2 separate regions of the Mus musculus genome follow, and region 1 is linked to region 2. The links are chromatin contacts, called in public HiChIP or PLAC-seq maps. All regions are on one chromosome and are shown on one strand. Each heading gives the region's core, a stretch centred on a gene start, on an enhancer-like site or on the middle of the called end of the contact. The rest is flanking DNA. Distances are from core to core; before and after follow the strand shown. Region 1 has its middle 10 kb from the start of Bnip3. Region 2 has its middle 98 kb from the start of Gm51411.

Evidence for each region. HiChIP or PLAC-seq counts read pairs in DNA pulled down with a chosen protein or histone mark.
Region 1: an SMC1A HiChIP or PLAC-seq map of large pre-B cells shows a contact between it and region 2, with 23 times the contacts expected there. The contact joins two enhancer-like sites. A contact is called at or near these places in 8 of 39 promoter capture datasets (the 3T3-L1 cell line, the C10 cell line, the HPC-7 cell line and 5 more), 1 of 15 datasets of contacts at CTCF or cohesin (large pre-B cells), 1 of 484 Hi-C or Micro-C datasets (the G1E-ER4 cell line), 2 of 115 datasets of contacts at active chromatin or transcription factors (large pre-B cells and microglia) and 1 of 9 other capture datasets (embryonic stem cells).

Annotation. Positions count from the first base shown.
Region 1 is chr7:138,918,344-138,921,154 of GRCm38.p6, forward strand. No RefSeq gene overlaps it. Among named protein-coding and RNA genes, the nearest start is that of Bnip3, 10 kb to the left of the region's middle. Within about 2 kb of position 1,353, at least 284 of the 459 cell types and tissues checked have an H3K27ac peak or open chromatin away from gene starts, as enhancers often do.
Region 2 is chr7:137,553,881-137,557,050 of GRCm38.p6, forward strand. No RefSeq gene overlaps it. Among named protein-coding and RNA genes, the nearest start is that of Gm51411, 98 kb to the right of the region's middle. Within about 2 kb of position 1,796, at least 2 of the 459 cell types and tissues checked have an H3K27ac peak or open chromatin away from gene starts, as enhancers often do.

The sequences.
Region 1 (2,811 bases), core at 103-2,602, 1.4 Mb after region 2:
AATCCGGAACCTGGGGCTGGCTTAGAGGTGGCAAGACCGTTGGGGACAGAGAGCAGCTGTGTATTGCGTGGGATGATACCATTTTTTATTACGTCCCACAACACATAAGCAATACACATATGTGATGTGCGTACATGCATACAGGCAAAACACCCATGTGCACATAAAATAAAACTTTTTAAGGAAGGGGGCCCTGGAGAAATGGCTCAGCAATTTAAAAACTTGCTGCTCTTACTGAGGACTCCAGTTTGGTTCCCAGGACCAGATCAGATAGATCATAAATCACCTACAACTCTAATCCAAGAGGACCCTGCACCCATATGGCACACGCTTACATAGACATAGACACACCAAAAAGTGATTTAAAAATAATAAAAAGGGCTGGTGAGATGGCTCAGTGGGTTAGAGCACCCGACTGCTCCAGAGTTCAAATCCCAGCAACCACATGGTGGCTCACAACCATCCGTAACGAGATCTGACTCCCTCTTCTGGAGTGTCTGAAGACAGCTACAATGTACTTACATATAATAAATAAATAAATCTTTTAAAAATAAATAAATAAATAAATAAATAAATAATAAAACTAACCTTCACAGTAGCCCTCTCTGATAAACAGTGCACTTTTCCTGTATAAAGAGCCAGAATAATACTGAGGGTTTGCATGGCCACACTGGCCATGGCCTAATAATTACATAGTGAGGACCCAAGCAAAAAGAAGATAGGGTGTATGAGCCAAAGGTGGCAGAAGTGACAAATGTGACTTTGACCCAGCTGGGAGAAGTCCCGGGGCATTGGGGAGAAGGGGTTATAAAGAGGATGTTTATTTCTCTGTAGTGAAATAAACCAGAGGTGGGAACCTGAAATGAATTCAGCCCCTGCTGGCTGTTAGCAGGAGTTCTGCCTCTGATGTGGAGGTAGGAAGGGCAGTTCAGCTCCAAGGAGCCCTCTGAGTGGCTTCCGCCTTGCCTTTCTGGCAGGAGCCTCCTGCATCAGGCTGTACTGACCACTCTGTTCTGCCTCCTTCCCTCCTCTAGGAAAACACCCACTTTTCCAGGAATTCACAGTGACGCCTATGCCACGCCAAGTTATTTTTAGAAACTGGCGTGATGAAATCTTCAGAATTGTAAACAACATGCACACGCTTTAGGTCCCAAGTGTACTTGTGCAGCGTCCCAGTTGGCTGCAAAGTGAGATCCCCGGGGAAGGAAAGCAGCGTGTACTTTGATAAAAGCCTGAACTGTACTCGCCAGAGAACGTTCAAAACAGGAAGCAGCTCAGGCTCCGAGAGTCAGGCACAGCCGAGCTGGGGCTGGACAGTATCCCCAAGGACCGTCAGGGTGCGCTGGGCTGTGGCCGCCGCTGTTGTTTGTCCTTGGTCGGTCGGTGAGGCAATAGCTCCAGGCCTGCTTCACAGAGATTGCAGAAGTGGAGTAACAGGTCAGGTGGCCTGAGACCAACATGCCAACAACTGTCTCAGGACGAAACGTGCCCAACAGCACTCTGTCGTGTAGCCTCTCAGGGCACACGCCCATACCCATGCCCGTAGCCATATCGCCACTTGGTGGTCCTGGCGCGAGGAAATGGGAGGAGACTATCTTAAGGAAGAAAGGGCTTTTATAGGGAGGAAAGGTAGATACAAGGTGGCTGTGAGCCAGAAGATGGCACTAGGCAGTCGCCAGCCCCAGTGAAAGTGTCTCTTTTTTCCTCTTTCTGGAACATTTCAATTGACCTTGATCTCTTGAGGCAAGTTTCTGTCATTCCTTTTTACGTTTGTTTGTCTGCTTGCTTGATTTCTTGTCTCACTTTTTTTGTTTGTTTGTGACAGTATTAATATATAACCCAGTTGATCTTGAACTTGCAATCAGTCTTCTTGCTTCAGCTTCCAGAGTGCCAGGATCACAGTCATGTCTCACCGTGCCGGCTCAGGAAGAATTGCCTTTTTGTTTGTTTGTTTGTTTGTTTGTTTGTTTGTTTGAAATAGGACAGGAGCTCTTGTATCCCAAAATGGTCACGAATTCACAACGTAGTGGAGGATGACTTTGAACTTCTGATGCTCCTACCTCTACCTACTGAGTACTGGGATCAGAGTGTGACCACACCCAGTACATGGGGTGCTAGGGCATCAAACCAGGGCTTTGTTGATGCTTGGTTACTACACTCTACCACACTCCTAGCCCTGTCATATGCTTATTTTACAAAGACAAACTTTTCAGTTTTGTAGAAAGAGTAAGCATCAAGGAGAAAGATTTTCCAAATGCCCCTGACCACCCCCTACACACACACACATACACACACACATGCACATACACACACATACACACACATGTACACATACACACACATACATACACACACATAAATACACATACACACACATAAATACACACATACATACACACACATGTACACATACACACACATACAAACACATACACACACACATACACATACATACACACATACATATACACATACACACACACACACACACACACACACACACACACACACACACACACGTACACACGAGTTCCTCTATCAGGATCCTCACCAGAGCGTTTTTCTTTGTTAAACCACACAACTATGGAGTCACCAGTGGACCTGTGGTCCATGTTGCTTTTGCTGCCTGCTCTCTGGACCTGACTCATGCAGAATGGATTACCGTGTTAAGTCCCTGCCCTCTGTCTCAACATCCCACCCCCTGGTAACACCACTTTTTTTTTTTTCCTTTCTCTACAGACTTATCTTTTCCAGAATGGCACCGATAGGAGCCTACAGCATAACTTTTTCAGTCTGGCTTCTCTCAGTATT
Region 2 (3,170 bases), core at 546-3,045:
TACTGCCTAACCTTGTAGGTTTATAAAAAACTGGATATTTTCTTTATTTACATTTCAAATGTTATCCCTGTTCCTGGTTTCTGCTCCAAAAAACACCCTCCTCCTATACCTTCCCCTGTCCCCTTGCTCACCAACCCACCCACTCCCACTTCCTGGCCTTGGCATTCCCTCACATTGGGGCATAGAGCCTTTACAGGACCAAGGGCCTCTCCTCCCATTGATGTCTGACTAGGCCATCCTCTGCTGCATATGCATCTGGAGCTGTGAGTTCTACCATGTGTACTCTTTGGTTGGTGGTTTAGTCCCTGGGAGCTCTGGGGATACTGGTTAGTTCATATTGTTTCACCTACGGGGCTGCAAACCCCTTCAGCTCCTTAGGTCCTTTCTCTAGCTCCTTCATTGGGGACTGGGGATGAGACTCAAACATATGTGAACAGGGGAAGAATTCCTGAACAGAACACCAATGGCTTGTGTTGTAAGATCAAGAGTTGACAAATGGGACCTCATAAAATTGCAAAGCTTCTGTAAGGCAAAGGACACGGTCAATAAGACAAAAAGGCAACCAACAGATTGGGAAAGATCTTTACCAATCCTACATCTGATAGAGGGCTAATATTCAATATATACAAAGAACTCAAGAAGTTGGACTCCAGAGAACCAAATAACCCTATTAAAAATGGGGTTCCGAGCTAAACAAAGAATTCTCCACTGAGGAATACTGAATGGCCGAGAAGCACCTAAAAAATGTTCAACATCCTTAGTCATCAGGGAAATGCAAATCAAAACAACCCTGAGATTCTACCTCACACCAGTCAGAATGGCTAAAATCAAAAACTCAGGTGATAACAGATGCTGGTGAGGATGTGGAAAAAGAGGAACACTCCTTCATCGTTGGTGGGATTGTAAGCTGGTACAACCCCTCTGGAAATCAGTTTGGCAGTTCCTCAGAAAATTGGACATAGTAGTACCTGAGGACTCAGCTATACCACTCCTGGGCAAATACCCAGAATATGCTCCAACTTGTAATAATGATACATGTGCCACTATGTTCATAACAGCCTTATTTATAATAGCCAGAAACTGGACAGAATCCAGATGTTCCTCAAGAGAGGGATGGAGACAGAAAATGTGGTACATTTATACAATGGAGTACTACTCAGCTATTAAAAACAATGAATTTATGAAATTCTTAGACAAATGGATGGACTCACTGATAAGTGGATATTAGTCCAGAAGCTCGGAATACCCAAAATACAATTCACAAACCACATGAAACTCAAGAAGAAGGAAGACCAAAGTGTGGATACTTAGTTCCTTCTTAGAAGGGGGAACAGAATAACCCGTGGAAGGAGTTACAAAGTGTGGAGCAGAGACTGAAGAAAAAATGACCATCCAGAGACTGACCCACTTGGGGATCCATCCCACGTACAATCACCAAACCCAGACACTGTTGTGGATGCTAACAAGTGCTTGCTGACAGGAGCCTGATAGAGCTGTCTCCTGAGAGGCTCTGCCAGTGCCTGACAAATACAGTTGCTCACAACCTTGTAGGTTTTATTCACTTCCACAATGGGAGGACGAGGGATCTGTGTGATTAGCATATTATTCTATTCCCCTGTTTTCAGTTCCGGTTTCAGTTGGGTCTCCTGGCTGACTTACTCTTCCCAGGAAGTAAATCTCTCTTTCTAGTGGCCAGGTGGATTGTTTGAATCTCGATCTGCCTCAGTCACACTGCATTTCACCATCTGCTTGCAAGCCACCTTGGGGACATTGGACTTTGCTGCCTTTCACAAGAGCCCCATGAGGCCCTGTCCCCAACATCTGTGTCTCTGTGATCCACACAGTCATCTGACTCCCTGTTTAGGCCTACAATCTGCCATGGACCTCTTATTCTTTTCTGGGTTTGGGAAAGTAAACAAGAAAGAAAAAAGAAAGAAATGAGCCTTTGCTCTGCAGTATCCCAGCATGCATCCTGTAGCTCTATAGCTTGTCAAATGTCCATGGCTGGTGAGCGGGTTAACAGGCCAGCATGCATTCAGGGGCAGCCATGCCTTGGATTCCTGTGACCCAGACAGCCTATCTCATGAATGTTTGATTTTTCTCACAGAAAGCCTTTGAAATGGTCCTTGGTGAAAAGACCCTGGCCGACTTGGGCAAGTGGCCCAGGCAGGCCTTGCCCTTCTCTCCATTCTCTCTTCCTTGCTAAACCCCAATAGATTATACCCCTAATGCGAGCCCCCAGGGGGTACTCCTTTATTTGGCCACTTCTTCCACCTGAGGCTGATTACCAAGGTCCAGCTATCCAAGTATTCAAATCTAGCAGTCAAAAGCCCCTTTTGGATCACTTAATTAACATGTCAAATTAAAATTAAACATCTCATCCTAACATAGGGTTTCCACTTTTGATTTTATAAACTGCCATTTTCCTGTATGCCATGTCTGTCTCCTCTCTCCTCTCTAGCAGTCCTTTGTCTGGAACAAATAAATACACCTTCTCTCTCTGTCTTGTTCCCTTCCCCTTCTCCCTTGTCCTCTACTTCCTGTGTCTTATTCCCTGCCTTTTGTTTCTCTAGGATGGATAAGTCTCCTTTGTGCTGAGAAGTTGGTCTTGGGGGACCTGGTCCGATTGATACTTTCCCTTACACTCAGAACAAGAGTGCAAGGCTTCAAATAACAACATGGGAGGGTTAGTGTCATCAACTTGACAGGCTGTGAGTTACTGAGGACACAGCCTCCACGTGCACCTGTGAGGAATTATTTATTCTCTGAGTATGCATGTAAGAGATTATCTTGCCAGGCAGTGGTGGCGCACACCTTTAATCCCAGCACTTGGGAGGCAGAGGCAGGTAGATTTCTGAGTTTGAGGCCAGTCTGGTCTACAGAGTTACAGAGTGAGTTCCAGGACAGCCAGGGTTACACAGCGAAACCCTGTCTTGAAAATCCAAAGAGAGAGAGAGAGAGAGAGAGAGAGAGAGAGAGAGAGAGAGAGAGAGAGAGAGAGAGAGAGAGAGAGAGAGTATCTTAGGTCAATCATTGATCTGTGGAAAAATTGGGACGTGCACAGTATTCATTGCTCTCTGCTTTCTGAATTGTGAATATAACGTGACCAATCTCCTGCTGCCTTGACATTCCTTCCCCCATGATGGGCACCCTTGAACTGTGAGCCAGAG